Linked DNA regions of Mus musculus: regions 2, 3, 4 and 5 are each linked to region 1. Evidence: chromatin contacts called from public ChIA-PET, Hi-C, HiChIP or PLAC-seq and promoter capture Hi-C data. All regions are on one chromosome and are shown on one strand. The core of a region is the stretch at or near the end of the contact, and the rest is flanking DNA. Distances in the headings are between cores, read along the strand shown. Region 1 holds the start of Syt11 (synaptotagmin XI). Region 2 holds the start of Gba (glucosidase, beta, acid). Region 3 holds the start of Sema4a (sema domain, immunoglobulin domain (Ig), transmembrane domain (TM) and short cytoplasmic domain, (semaphorin) 4A). Region 4 holds the start of Fdps (farnesyl diphosphate synthetase). Region 5 holds the start of Muc1 (mucin 1, transmembrane).

The links. Hi-C and Micro-C count contacts between places; a contact is called where the count stands out from the background. ChIA-PET counts read pairs in DNA pulled down with a chosen protein or histone mark. HiChIP or PLAC-seq counts read pairs in DNA pulled down with a chosen protein or histone mark. Capture Hi-C pulls out chosen DNA fragments and counts their contacts.
Region 2: a Hi-C map of B cells shows a contact between it and region 1, with 8 read pairs. The contact joins the promoter of Gba here to the promoter of Syt11 in region 1. A contact is called at or near these places in 1 of 39 promoter capture datasets (liver) and 1 of 484 Hi-C or Micro-C datasets (B cells).
Region 3: a contact with region 1 is called in an RNA polymerase II ChIA-PET map of memory CD8 T cells, with 12 read pairs. The contact joins the promoter of Sema4a here to the promoter of Syt11 in region 1. A contact is called at or near these places in 1 of 39 promoter capture datasets (pre-B cells) and 2 of 115 datasets of contacts at active chromatin or transcription factors (memory CD8 T cells and pancreatic cancer cells).
Region 4: a promoter capture Hi-C map of adipose tissue shows a contact between it and region 1. The contact joins the promoter of Fdps here to the promoter of Syt11 in region 1. A contact is called at or near these places in 1 of 39 promoter capture datasets (liver) and 1 of 9 other capture datasets (adipose tissue).
Region 5: an H3K4me3 HiChIP or PLAC-seq map of bone marrow-derived macrophages shows a contact between it and region 1, with 5 times the contacts expected there. The contact joins the promoter of Muc1 here to the promoter of Syt11 in region 1. A contact is called at or near these places in 2 of 39 promoter capture datasets (both in liver) and 1 of 115 datasets of contacts at active chromatin or transcription factors (bone marrow-derived macrophages).

Annotation. Positions count from the first base shown.
Region 1 is chr3:88,771,214-88,773,993 of GRCm38.p6, forward strand. It overlaps Syt11 (synaptotagmin XI), which reads right to left and starts at 1,386. Exons shown (of 4, transcript NM_018804.3): 1 at 1,078-1,386. The coding sequence starts at 1,111.
Region 2 is chr3:89,201,672-89,204,451 of GRCm38.p6, forward strand. Gba (glucosidase, beta, acid) reads left to right here and starts at 1,257. Exons shown (of 11, transcript NM_001077411.3): 1 at 1,257-1,415; 2 at 1,801-1,870; 3 at 2,314-2,505; 4 at 2,604-2,750. The coding sequence starts at 1,816.
Region 3 is chr3:88,454,420-88,457,119 of GRCm38.p6, forward strand. It overlaps Sema4a (sema domain, immunoglobulin domain (Ig), transmembrane domain (TM) and short cytoplasmic domain, (semaphorin) 4A), which reads right to left and starts at 1,342. Exons shown (of 15, transcript NM_013658.3): 1 at 1,129-1,342; 2 at 260-427. The coding sequence starts at 398.
Region 4 is chr3:89,100,685-89,103,384 of GRCm38.p6, forward strand. Fdps (farnesyl diphosphate synthetase) reads right to left here and starts at 1,283. Exons shown (of 10, transcript NM_134469.4): 1 at 1,178-1,283; 2 at 1-147. The coding sequence starts at 125.
Region 5 is chr3:89,227,550-89,230,309 of GRCm38.p6, forward strand. Muc1 (mucin 1, transmembrane) reads left to right here and starts at 1,507. Exons shown (of 7, transcript NM_013605.2): 1 at 1,507-1,628; 2 at 2,362-2,760. The coding sequence starts at 1,571.

The sequences.
Region 1 (2,780 bases), core at 136-2,635:
ACAGCATGAGAAGTTTGCGCTCCTGGATCGTTATGGAGGAGTTCCCCAAGAGGAAACGACTTGGCCAAGCCTCTCTTGCTTTCTTTCCCACCTATTTACCACAGCACTTTCTGCCCCAGGGAGTGTAAAAGTGCTCTGAGAACCCAGAGGGCTAGGTCGCAGACCAGCCACTCCGAGATGACGTAATGCTTTCTGTGGTACACAAAGCAGCCTCCCCCGGGCTGGGCCTCTCCAGCCCCTCCCCCAGGCCAGGATTGCCTCCCTGGCCAGCACCAGCGCGGGTGAGTACCCCTATTTGAAAAGCCAGACCGGGAAAACAGGGAACAAAGGCCCCGGAAGGGGCGCCTAGGCACTGCCAGGAGGTTCAGAAATAGACATCACGTCATCTCTCCGCCCGGCGGCGCCAAGCGCCATTTGGTAACACCGCGAAGGACTACACCATTACGGTGCAGAATGAAGCATGCAGGGCTAGCATTTTACCCCAGCCCTAGCAACCCTCTGACCGGCTTAAGGAGTGGCTTCATTTGTGCTCCCCACCCCCGCACCCTGCTTTCCCTGGAGGCCTCCGCCTCCCTTGGCTTCCAGCCATACAGCCCATAGTCTCCACGCTGCCATCTTGATGTCCCATCCCCCTTGCCACTTTCCTCTTCTGCAGCCCTCAGAAGTAGGAGGGGGAGGAAGGGGCACCGCCCTGCGTGCCCCTAGGGGGAGGGCTCGGCCTACCTCACCTCTCTTCCTCCAGAAAGAGGGGTGGGGGGGGGTTGTTCACATCCTCCGCAAGCTTGCCATTTCTCACCTCCAGACGTGCTGACAGTGCACCATCAAGGGTTTACCATCAAGGTTTTAGCATCCTGGACCTACCTATCCTCGGTGGCACTCTGCCCTTGCCAGAGCCTGCATCCCACAGCTGAAATTCAGAGGTTCTCCACAGCCTTCTACTCATGACCTCAGGCCCTATTCTGGCTGGGCTGGCAATGAGAGGGTCCCATTTGGACTTCACTCCCCGCCCATTCCTCAGCTATCTGGCATTGCAACGGCACTGATCGCCCCCAAATTAGTTTGTCAGGCTCTACTTACCAAAGCTGGGGCGTATATTTGTGATCTCAGCCATGTTGTAATCAGAGGCTGTTGATAGAAACACTTTTGCAGAGGTCAGACAACTTTGGGAATCTCGGTCAGTACCGAGGCCGCGGCTGTAGACCTCCAGATCAGGGGAGGGGAAGGTGCATGGCCGATTGCCCCTGCAGTACGATCCCTGGTTGCTAGCTGCGCTTTCCTCTTAGATGCTCCAGGGATGCTCTGAGCTAAGGATGCAGGTGCAGTCAGACTGGTCCTGATGAGAGATAGGCTCCGCCTCTTCCCGAACGGCCCTCGGCAGAAGACTCCGCCTCTGCCCGAAAGATTCCGGAAGCTCTTCGAGAGAAGACCCCGCCCACTGCCGAGTTTTTCCGAGGATGAGTCTCCGCCCATTCACAGGCTGTGGGCGTTTGTGGCTAAATTTCAAAGCCCATTAAGAAGTGTAGGTGTTTAGCTAGCTCAGTCGCACATCCTTGTGACTATAGCACTCAAGTGGGTGAGGAAGGAGAGTCAAGGACAGTCTTGGATAGGTCTCCAAATACAGAAGGGCAGGAAGATAGTCGCTTTAGCGTCTTCTGAAGCTGTAATTCTAGTTGCCTGAGTTTATATAGCTAGAAGCTGAACCTTCTGGGTCCGAGGAGTTGAGAAAAGCAAAATTCTATACTGTTTCAGTATTGATGGCTATTATTTTAGCGCACTCCTGAAACAGTAAAGGCATTTATGGAAACTGACTAAAGATTGAAACCTGGGTAGAAGCAGAAGGATCAAGAGTTTCAGGCCAGTCTGACGTGTATAACAAGAACCTATCTCAGAAAAGCAGAGACAATAATAAAGACTTAAAGTCGGCTGGGCAGTAGTGGTGCATGCTTTTAAACCCAGTACTCTGGAGTATAAAACACCAGAAAATATGCAAAATAATAATAATAATAATAATGATAATAATAATGAGTCGCTTCACCCTGCTGCACATGCTCGGGTGGCTCTGACTTTAGATTGAGGACATGGGAACATGTGGCCGAGGTGGGGGCTCTTTCTCGGAACCTGGCTTTTCTCCGCAGTTGGAGATTCCTTTGTCTCTGCTAATGGCCTGTCACCTTTCTTTTCCTTTGTAGGGTTTGGGTTTTGATTCCAAGATCAGGCCAGCTGTGACCAAAAGAGTGCTTTTGGTTTCTTAATGCGCCCCCCCCCCCATAAGAGAAGAGAAGTTGTGATTTTTTAAAAAGACAGTCTCTCTCAACCAGGCTGCTCTGCAACTCATTTGTGTAGCCTATACTGGACTGGAAATCTCCTATTGATAGGATTACAATCTCCTATTGAGCCACCACTGCCTGTCAAGAGTAATTTTAATTACATTTATTGACAGGGTCTTGGGTAATACAGACTGACCTTGAACTTACTGTGTAGTCCAGGCTGGTCTTGAACTCCTTTCAACACCTGCCAAATGCTAGTGTTACAGTCATAGACCACCCTGCCTAAAAAGTGTATTTTTTAAGTTAGAGAAACTACTAGAAAAGATGAATGAATTGATTTTTAAAGTTTCCTGATTATTTTTCCTAAGCATAATTTGTATCATCACTGAAACTCAAAACTTTTTATTTTTGAAATTATTATACTCAATTGGGAAACTGCTTTTATACTACTTGCAAGGAAAAGACCACTGCATTTTTAGTTAACCTGGTATTTGGAGGCTAAAGAGAGATAAC
Region 2 (2,780 bases), core at 7-2,506, 430 kb after region 1:
AGTCAGATCACGCTGCATGTGTCACTGCCAATTAATCAACTTTATTGTGGCTCACAAGGAAACCCGGACGACAGCCCTCTTCTTGTGTCCACCAAAGACAGACAGCATTTTCCAGTTTCCTGGGAGGAAGGATGAAGAGCTTTCCAGCCAGCATCTGATGATAAAGCAAGAGAATCCAGAAACGGCCAGTGGGGACCACTCCCTCCCTTGGTCCTGATCTCCAGAGCCCGACAGCAACTCCCTGCACTTACTGTGACTCCCCCCCCCCCCCCCCCCCGCCTGTTCTTCTGGGAAGGGTCCCCTTTCCTCTCAAGGAGTCTTGCAAGTATACCTCTCAACATTTCTGTCTGTCTTCGCCTGTAACTCCGTGTAAGTGTCTGACTCATGTGTCTCACTAGTCTTTTTAGGATAAAGATTGTGTGTATGTGGGGTTTGTTGTTGTTTTTCGAGATAGGGTTTCCCTGTGTAACAGGACTGGCTGTCCTGGAAATTGCCCCATAGACCAGGCTGGCCTTGAACTCACAGGGATCCGCCTGCCTTTTCCTCCCAAGTGCTGGATTTAAAGGCATGTGCCACCAATTCCAGGCTGTATGTGGGGTTTCTAAATTTTGTTTTTATTTATTTTTATTTTTTTAAAAGATTTTATTTGGGGTTGGAGAGATGGCTCAGTGGTTAAGAGCAGTGACTGCTCTTCCAGAGGTCTGGAGTGTCTGAAGACAGCTTACATATAATAAATAAATAAATATTTTCTTTAAAATATTTATTTATTTATTTTTTATATATATGACGAGTACCCTGTAGCTGTCTTCAGACACCAGAAGAAGGCGTCAGATCCCATTACAGATGGTTGTGAGCCACCATGTGGTTGCTGGGAATTGAACTCAGGACCTCTGGAAGAGCAGTCAGTGCTCTTAACCGCTGAGCTATCTCTCCAGCCCCTTGTTTTTATTTTTAAATTTTATTTTTAAATTATGTATATCTGTGTGTCGGTATGTGCATGTGAATACAGTGGCCCTCACAGGCTAGAAGTCCTCTCTGTCTTGGATTTAGGAGCCTCTACTCAGCTGTCCATACAATCCTTGTTAGAATTCTCTTCCTAAAGGTGTCATCCTTTAGGCCTCCCCAAAATTCACAGGGTATGCAATGAATGACTAACCTAGAAGAGCCCAACTGCCCATTACAAATATGGCTTCGATTGCTTCACTTCCTGCATCACGTGACCGGCTTAGTCATCATGTGACTCTGTCCGCCCCTTTAAGCCGGAAGGAACTTGCTGTGCTAGTCGGTTCCAAGAGCTATGATATCTGTCTGTGTTTTATTTGGTAGGTCTTCTATCCCTCCAAGGCACAGAAACTTCCACAGTCTTCTCATTCGCTGGTCCTGAGTAGCTCCAGTTTCCAAGATCTTCTGGAGAGGTAAGCGGGCAGGGCTACAATTTGCCTTGTCAATCTTGCTTCGGGAATTCTGCCTATCTAGATTATGGAATTCGGTGAGTTCAATTTTTTTTTTTTTAAATTCAGGGCATCATGGCTCTTTGAGGGCACAGATGGAGGGAGGGCTGAAGGTTGAAATCGATGGGGGAAAAGAGTGAAGAGAGTCTTCTTTGGAGTGGGCAGCAAACTCCCTAGCAGAGTGAATGAATGCAGGACGCCTCCAGGGTCTACGGGCACTGTCTAATCACTAATAAAGGTGGGAGCCTATGCTGTGAGCATCCACAGGCAGCTAAACTCTGGCCAGGAGGGTGGTTGCAGGGTAGAGAGAGTCTTACACTATTATCTTTCCTCTACATTTTCTTCTCAGAAGTGTGCTGGTGTCATGGCTGCCAGGCTCATCGGATTCTTCCTATTTCAGGCGGTATCTTGGGCATATGGTGAGTCTAGGATGGAGATGGAGGCATGAAGGTGTCCCCTGCCCCCAAAGTCCTCTGGTAGCCTTCCATTATGGTGCTGAAATTTCAGTAGGGACTCTGTAACTCTTTTAGAATGCCTGAGACATCTTTGGGCTGGGAGTATGGTGGAAGGATTTTTTTAAAAAAATATTTATTTATTTATTATATGTAAGTACACTGTAGCTGTCTTCAGACACACCAGAAGAGGGCGTCAGATCTCGTTACAGATGGTTGTGAGCCACCATGTGGTTACTGGGATTTGAACTCCAGACCTTTGGAAGAGCAGTCGGGTGCTCTTACCCACTGAGCCATCTCACCAGCCCGGATTTTTTTTTTTTTAATTGTTGTTCTGTCTCGTACCTAGCATGCCCACTCCCTCATAAACCCGCTTTGATGCCTGCCTCTGCTTGTGCCCTGCCTCCTAGGTGCCCAACCCTGCATCCCCAAAAGCTTTGGCTACAGCTCAGTGGTCTGTGTCTGTAATGCATCGTACTGTGACTCTCTTGACCCCGTGACCTTACCGGCTCTGGGTACCTTCAGCCGTTACGAGAGCACTCGACGTGGACGTCGGATGGAGCTGAGTGTCGGGGCCATCCAGGCCAATCGCACTGGCACAGGTAGCCACTTTATCTGTCCCTCTAAGCCTGGACCCAAAGTCACACCAGTGATCAGCATGTCCTCTTCTGGACTCTGACTTTTCCTCTTCTTTTCCCAGGGTTACTACTCACTTTGCAGCCAGAAAAGAAGTTCCAGAAAGTGAAAGGATTTGGAGGCGCCATGACAGACGCCACTGCGCTCAACATCCTTGCTTTGTCCCCACCTACTCAGAAGCTGCTACTCAGATCCTACTTCTCTACCAACGGTGAGGAGGGCAGAGCAAGGTGGTACACTG
Region 3 (2,700 bases), core at 92-2,591, 320 kb before region 1:
GTTTAAGGCTCCTTGCTTAGTGACTGACATTTGAGGGAAAGAAAAACCACTGAGTTGGCAGAAAAGGGTCACAGTGACCCTTCCTTCCCTTACAGATCAACTTGTGCCTCAGGTGGCCTCTTCTTCTCCCAGCCCCTCCCAGGCTCCCTGGCATCTCTGTTTCTTCGTGCCATTTCGTCCCCTCTGGCACACCCTTCTCCTTCCTCAGCCCCTTCATCTCTATGGTGCCATCCATACCTCCCAGGTACTAGACACTTACCAGCATGGTATTTGACTCTGGGCATGGGCCCCTGACCACCAGTCCCAGAAGCAGGTGGCAGTGATGGCAGCAGGAAGAGTTGGAAGAAAAAAACACGCAGGAGACTCCATGAGTCCTGGCCCAGGGATGGTAGGGCCATGGTCAGCCTGAGATGGTCACCAGATGGTTCTGAGGAAACAGGCACTTTCTGGGTTAGCCATGCTTACCACACCCTTCCTGAGGGCCAATAGGAGAGCCCCAGGGGGCAGAAGTTCCTCTCTGGAAGGGCCCTCAGAGTCTCACTTCCATCCATCCCCAGCCTTGAAGGTGCCTCCTGCTGCCCTCTGCATAGGGTGCTGCTGTGGCCCACGCTGTGCCTCTGGTCACCTAACCATTAAAAAAACTACCTTGCCATTTCTCACCTGACTCACAGAAAAATTCCTTTCCACTTTGCCCCCTCAGCATCTCCTGGCCCCGTGCTCCAGAGCTCTGATCATCTCTGGCCCTGGGCAAAGGTCTTCTAGGGAACTAGTTCCTGTATGCAAAAGGTAGATTTCCCCAGGCTGGCCTGTGCTGTGACACCTTATGCCCGCTACTCACCCCAACCCAGGCAGACAGCCTACCCTCTCCTCAGCCCCCAGGGGCTCTGACTCTTGCTTAATCGGGCCCATCTAGCCTTCTTCTTAGGGATAGGGGCGTGCCAGTTTATCTACCACTGTGGTGGGGCTGCCCTCTGTATTTCCTGGGAGTGGCCTGGGCAGGAGTCCTTGGCAGACTCTCAACTTCTCCAGCCCCCCTGTCTGCCTCCCCAGAGCTCCGCAATCAGCCTCCCCCATGGCCACTGAATGCAGGTTCACACCCCTCCCCCGCCCCCGCCTCATCTCACATACCCTTGAGCCAGCCACACTGAGAAGTCCTGTGTTCAAACCCTGAATCAGGGTGCCATCCGAGGCAAAGAAGGGGGTCCAGGCAAGGCAAGCAGGCTCAGCCTGGCTGGAACGGGCGCGCGGCCCTCCAGGCACCCATCCTGCCAGAGCCAGTGTGGGTTTCAGGCCAGGGAAACCAGAATTTCTACCTCGAGTTGTGACAGATCCTGGCTGGCTTGGGCGGAAGTTGGTGGATCAGGGCGGGGAGACTGGTGGAGTGTGGGAGTGGGGGTGAGGCTTGAAGGCCTTGCAGGAGACACACCTCCCTCCCTCCTTAGTCTATCCAGAAATTAAGAGTTCCTTCCCGGCCAGTTCAGTGATGCCCTTGTTTCTCCCGCACACCACTTCCAGTCTAACCAGCCCAAGCTGCAGACTCCTCTTGCTCAAGAGAGCTCGGTATGACACCGTCTCTCTCCTATTCCTTCTCTCTCTGACCCCATTGTGGGGTTCCCCCACTGCCACATACTGAGACCTCCCGACCTCCCACACCCAGTAGGACCACATTCTTGAAAGATAACACGTTTAAAGCTGGCATGGTGGCGAGGCATACCTTTAATCCCAGTACTCGGGAGGCAGAGGCAGGCAGATCTCTGAGTTCGAGGCCAGCCTGATCTACAGAGTGTGCTCCAGGTCATCCAGGGCTATACAGAGAAACCCCGTATCAAAAAAATAAAAAATAAATAAAAATCCTACATTTGTATTAGTTTTTTGGTTTTTCCCTATGACTTTGCTGAGGAAGCCCTAGTAATTTGACGTCTCAGTGGGAAATTGGAGAAATTCCCCATTTGAACGCGTGCTTCTTGGGATACGCTTTGGAGCTGAAGCACCCAGCTGGCATGGTGGCTGGTTCCTCCTCCCCAAAGGTTCCAGGAAGACCTCATAACGCAGGGTTAATGAGTAACCAAGGGCTCCTAGGCCAATAAAGAGTGGTTGGGCTGCTGCCCACTCTCCCGGGTCAGCTGACTTCAGGTTAAAGAGCACAGTGACCCAAGCTGGTCTACCTCCAGGACATACCCTATCTTCACTGTAAACACCATCCTCACTGCCAGGATGGTCCCCACTGTAGGCTGTCCTCCACCCTTCCAGTTACAGCTCCTAGACGGAAAGCATTCCTCGGTAGAGCCTGCTTGGCCTTCCCTTCATGCTTTCCCCTCTGCTTCCGTTCTCCAGTGTGGCCCAGGAGCTGGGCTCACACAGACCCTCCTGATGGCTTCATCTGTCAAAGCTTGCTAAGACCCGCCCCCCCCCAAGCTCTCCGTTCACTGTGAGGACTTTGCCAATCTCCCTGTGCTGACACAAACTTCTGAGTCTCCTTGACCTCTAGATCAGGCTTGGGAAGCCACCACCTCAGGGCCTCTCTTTGGAGACAGATTGGCCTATCTGGGTCACAGGGAGGAGCTGTGACCAGAGGAGCAGCTCCAATGCCATCCTTCTTTACTCTCTTCCTGTCCCTGGGCGTCCTCAGGAGACCAAGTGCTCTCCCAGGCCCTCGGACAATGTGAGAAGCTCACACTTGGGGCTTCAGGCTTCCCAACT
Region 4 (2,700 bases), core at 33-2,532, 330 kb after region 1:
ATAGCATCCCCTATCTCTGGGTGTCCCAGCTCCTTCTCAGTCAGCACCTTGACGATCTGGGAGAAGTGCTGGATGAAATTCTGCTTTTCTTGGTTATAAGCATCCAATTTCTGGTTCCCATTCATTCTGACAGAGGAGCTAAATGCTCTGAGGGAAAAAAAAACACACACACAAACAAATGAGAGGGTGGCTCGGGTGCTTCCCTCCCCGAAGCCCCACACCCCAACCACACTCACCGAGGCTCCTCTGTCCACACTTGGCACCACCAGCGGGCACTGTGCCAGGCCCCCAGGACTGGACACCCATATGCCAGGGAGGGTCGTTGTAGGAAACCAAGCCACCTCTCCCGGGGTGCCCAGCAGGGGGCTGGCAGCAGGAAGACCCCCAGAGATCTCAGCCAGCAGGACAGGGGCATCCTGGGTGTGCATGGGGGTGGGGGCACCAAGCACTCCCTGCAGGAGCAAGCACCGAAGGCAGATGCTTGGTAGCAGTTACCTAAGGTATCCCCCAAGCCAAGCTTGTTACCTCCTGCATTAGAACGCCCCACCCCGCTTCTAAACTCAAGAATTACATAAAAAACACACAGGAAATGAAAAGTTTGTCGGAGTGACTGAGATCCAATAGATCTTCACTTAAACCGAAAATGGCTAAAACTGAACACTTTCTACTTCCAAGGTTGCGTTCACTACAATTCGGAACATTGTATTACGGGAATTACGGGATGCAAGGTCCTTAAGTCACAATGTTAATGGAGACACCGAACTGAGGTTCAGTGAATGTAAGAGAGCTGAGCTGACGAAGAGCCAAAGCTGGAACCCAGGAGTCCGGATGTAGGGGAAAGAGAGGGAAGCTCTTAGATAGTCCCAATGAGGGGACTGGAGCCGAAGGTGCTGTGCGCTTGTCATCTGTCCCGGCACTGGTGCTAACCGCAGCCGGCCTCCGAGCAACAGGTGGGCGTGGGAGGACTCACAAGAGTAAACTAAAGGCCTGGCGTACGGAAGACTTGAGGAAGACGCCAGCGTTTAGAAATTCACGAAGGCACAAGCAAACCGTTCATTCTGGCCCACCGACCCCAAGCCCCGTAACTCCAACACGGACTGGTCCTTTAGTGCCTCGGAGCTTCACCCGATCCGAGACACGGGTAAACCTCAGCTCCAGCCCCAACAATAGCTCTCACCTGTTCTTCAACGCGGATTCTCCCGGGGTCCAAGATGTTTGCGGCTTACACCTAAAAGCTGAGCGTGCATCCGCTCAGCACTCTGGGAGTTGTAGTTCCCAGTCTCCAGGCTCAGGAGGCAGAACATAAATATAAAACTACGACTCCCGGCATGCCACGGACTAGGCGGCAAGAAACTCAGACTTGTGTCTCAGGGTGGGTGTGGCCTAGTTCGCTGATTGGCTAAATTACCTCGTGTGAGCATGGGCCTTGTGACGGCTGGCCAATGAAAGGGTGGCGCGCGGACCATCAGCCCACTAGGCGGTCGGCGGTGTCGGTACACCCATACCGAAAGCCTGGGAAATTGGCTATCTAATTCCTAGCTATAGTTCTTCCAGTGCTTCTGGTTGACAGTGTTTCTAAGATCCCGGAATAACCAGCCTTGCAGCTTCCTATTTCCAACTCTAGCAAATCACTTCTTACATCTTTGATTCTAGTTAGGTGAAGTCGCTCATTTTTCCAGCCCTTAGAAGGGGTGAGGCAATAAGATCAAGAGTTAAAGCCATGGGGTGGGGCTGGAGGGAAAAAAAAAAAAAAGAGTTAAAACCAATATGGGTCGTGTAATGAGTTTTAGGCTACTTGGAAGACTATATGACTATATGAGAGAAAACAACACCTTTCCCCCAGGTACTTTGGCGCCCTTGAAGCAAAAAGGTAAAAACTCAAAGCAGATGTTAGAACTTTCGGCCTCACAGTTTGCCAGCCCACCACGTTGACTCCTTTTTACTCCACCCCAAACCCCATCGCGATCAGAAAAGAGACCTGAAACTACAAACCACCTCAGACATTAATGGACTTGTCCTTGAAGTATTAGAAATAAGTTTCATTGTCCCAAAGAAAGAGACCACTACCACTCCGGACTAAAAGGTTGAAGGGTCTAGACAAGATAAACTTTACACATTGGTTTATTCTGCAAGGTTTCTCCATGTAGCCCTGGCTGTCCTGGAACTCTCACTGTAGACCTGGCTAAACTTCAACTCACAGAGTGAGAAAATAGTAGATTGAACATGGCTCGCAGAGGGGACTAGACCATGCATAAGAGAAGGTAGGGAGCTTAAGGGAGGGCCAAAACAGCATAGCCGAGGTTATAAGAATGTGAAGTGAGGGAAGAGAAGCTCCTGAGATAGAGACGTTTAGGATAATGGGGGAGCTGAGAAGAGCCAGGAACATGTGATATACTGTGAGAGCCTGGATATACTGGGGGAGCCTGGAGGCCGGCATAATTTTTGTCCCTTCTGCTGCCCATGTAAGGGTAACCCCTTTGGTAAAGGGGAACCGGTTTCACAAGTTCCTAACGAATGCTAGTTTTGGTCAGAATTTGAGGAAATGGAGTTTTCTTTAGAGCTCCTTTGGACAGTAACAACATAAGAAACAGACAAGCCAGGGTAACAAAAATAGTCATGAAACAAACTCATGGTAATACCCAATTAACTGCCAGGATGCCAAGTCTGTGCAAGAAGAGAAGAGCTGTCAACCACTGGCTT
Region 5 (2,760 bases), core at 257-2,756, 460 kb after region 1:
GTAGGGCGGCTCCACTCCGCCCGGAGCAGGCCTGACAAAGCCTCTCAGAGGCGGGACACACGGCGGGAGCGTGGGACCCACGCCTCCGTTCCTGCACCTCCGAAATGTTTTTAAAGTATTAGTTTCCGTCTTGTATTCGTTGGGACTAAGAACTGTTTGCCTACTACAGTTGTAACTGCTCCTGCTGGTTTACTCCGCAACCTCCGCTTGCGGGATCCGGCCTGGCATCCTCAGTCCGCGCTACTGTGAACCCAAAGCCCTCCCCAAATTCAACTGTTTCTGCCCTTCAGAACACCTTTCGTTTCTCCCTAAACACACACACAAACACACGGGTTTGCCTTGTTTCGAGTGCTTGTTCGCCCCAAATATTCCTTTCCCAGATACATCTCAACGTTCTCATGTTCCACGATCGGCCCACCTACTTAATCTCTTCCTCCTCAATATCTAGCTACCTAGACATAACCCGTCCTACACCCCACCCCCCACCATTCAATGTCATCACACAACTTGATGCCCCCCCTTCCAGATACCTTGGGGCTCCAACCACTTTTACCCTACCCGCAAACACCATCCCCAGAAGTCTAGTAGCCCAATTAATGACCCTTGCTTCTCCCCTACAGTGTGCATTCTTTCCTATCTGTCCGAGGCATTGATTCTTTTCGCCAAGGCACAATTAACTTCCTTAAGTTAATCTGTCTCAACTTGGGCTGTGCTGCCAAACTATCGGCTGGTGCGAGTACGCCGCGCGACGCTCGCGGTGACCACTAGAGGGCAGGCGTTTCCGGATAGAAGGGCCGGTCAACCTGCCACTCAAGGTGGAGGGTTGGGTAGGAAGGACCTTAGGCTTCAGTGGAGCCCAAGTTTAGTCCTTTTTAAGTGGAAATTTCCCCCACCGCCTTTCTCGGGAGAAAGCCAAAGAGAGACCCAGGCTACTGGAAAGTCTGGCAGGGGCGGGGATTGTGGTTTTCAGAGTACCGGGAACGGCTAGAAGGGCGGGGCTGTTCCGGGAAGTGGCGGGGGGGGGGGGGGTTCGGGGAGGGAGACTAAAACTAGCGACCTGTCCACTATTATCCAGCCCCCTTATGTCCTCTCAACTTGTGAGAAGTGGTGTTCAAGGACCCGCAGAGAGAATAGGAAAAGGGATCGGGGGACCTAGGGATGGACTTCCCATGTCTTGCTGTCCAGGGCCTTTCTGTGTTTCCTTTCCTCTTCTTGGCGGTCACTCTGGGACTAAAACCAGAGCCAGGGGGCCCCAGGTTTCCTCCACATACACACCTGGGGTAGTCAAGGAGCGGTTGGTAAAAGTGGGAGGCCAGATGGAGAAAAAACAGGTTGTCATAAGGTTGAGTGATTGGAGCCCAAGTACCCTACACAGGAATGACTGGGGGGGAGGAGGAGGAAAAGAATAGGGGAGGGGGCGGAGTTTTGTTACCTGTCACCTGCTCTGACTGTGCCTAGGGCGGGAGGGGGACTGGTATAAAGCAGCAGGCACCAGCCCTGTTCCACCTCACACACGGAGCGCCAGCCTTGAGTTTGTTTTCTAGCCCCTTCCCGCCTGTTCACCACCACCATGACCCCGGGCATTCGGGCTCCTTTCTTCCTGCTGCTACTTCTAGCAAGTCTAAAAGGTGAGAGGCGCAAGGTGGGGAGGGGCTGCGCTGTTCAGGTGGGACTCCCAGTCTTTCTGTGGAGTTTGCTTACTGGTAGATTATGAGAGTCATAAATGGCCATCCATACAGGTATGGCCCAGTATGTGCCAGGGGGGAAAAGAGGCTAAGGAAGGAGGCTGAGAAGAGGTGACCCCTCAGGAGAGTGGGCACTATAGTAGGCAAATAATACTCTTTGTGGGGAGTAGAGAAGAGAGGCTGTGTCAGGAGAAGTAGCTCCGGAGTGGAAGAATGGGGCCGTGTGCAGTGGTTCCAGTCTATAGTTCCCACACCCTGGACGCTCAGGTTCACAGAGAGTTCAAGGCCAGCTTAGGCTACAGTATGAATACTTGTCTCAAGTAGAGGAATAAATGAGCCAGAAGCAGAGGTGAGACCTCTGCTTAGGGAGGGAGGCTGTCAGGATGAAGGCAAACCAGGGGCTACCTGATGCTAACATGATCCCCCTTCCTTCCCCGGTTACTTTGTTTTCAGAGTTTATATTTTTCTTCTTGCTCTGATTTTTATTCATCAACCCAGTAGGTTTTTTTTTTGTTGTTGTTGTTGTTTTGTTTTTTTTTTCTTCAACTTTGGCTCTAGCCGGAACTAAAACATCACACATGTTATCCAAAGCGACCCAGTGTCCAACTCTGTTGATTAGTGCTGCGCTGCTGTGAGCATAAAAACAGTTTACCCCTAATCTTCCACTCTGGTTCAGGTTTTCTTGCCCTTCCAAGTGAGGAAAACAGTGTCACCTCATCTCAGGACACCAGCAGTTCCTTAGCATCGACTACCACTCCAGTCCACAGCAGCAACTCAGACCCAGCCACCAGACCTCCAGGGGACTCCACCAGCTCTCCAGTCCAGAGTAGCACCTCTTCTCCAGCCACCAGAGCTCCTGAAGACTCTACCAGTACTGCAGTCCTCAGTGGCACCTCCTCCCCAGCCACCACAGCTCCAGTGAACTCCGCCAGCTCTCCAGTAGCCCATGGTGACACCTCTTCCCCAGCCACTAGCCTTTCAAAAGACTCCAACAGCTCTCCAGTAGTCCACAGTGGCACCTCTTCAGCTCCGGCCACCACAGCTCCAGTGGATTCCACCAGCTCTCCAGTAGTCC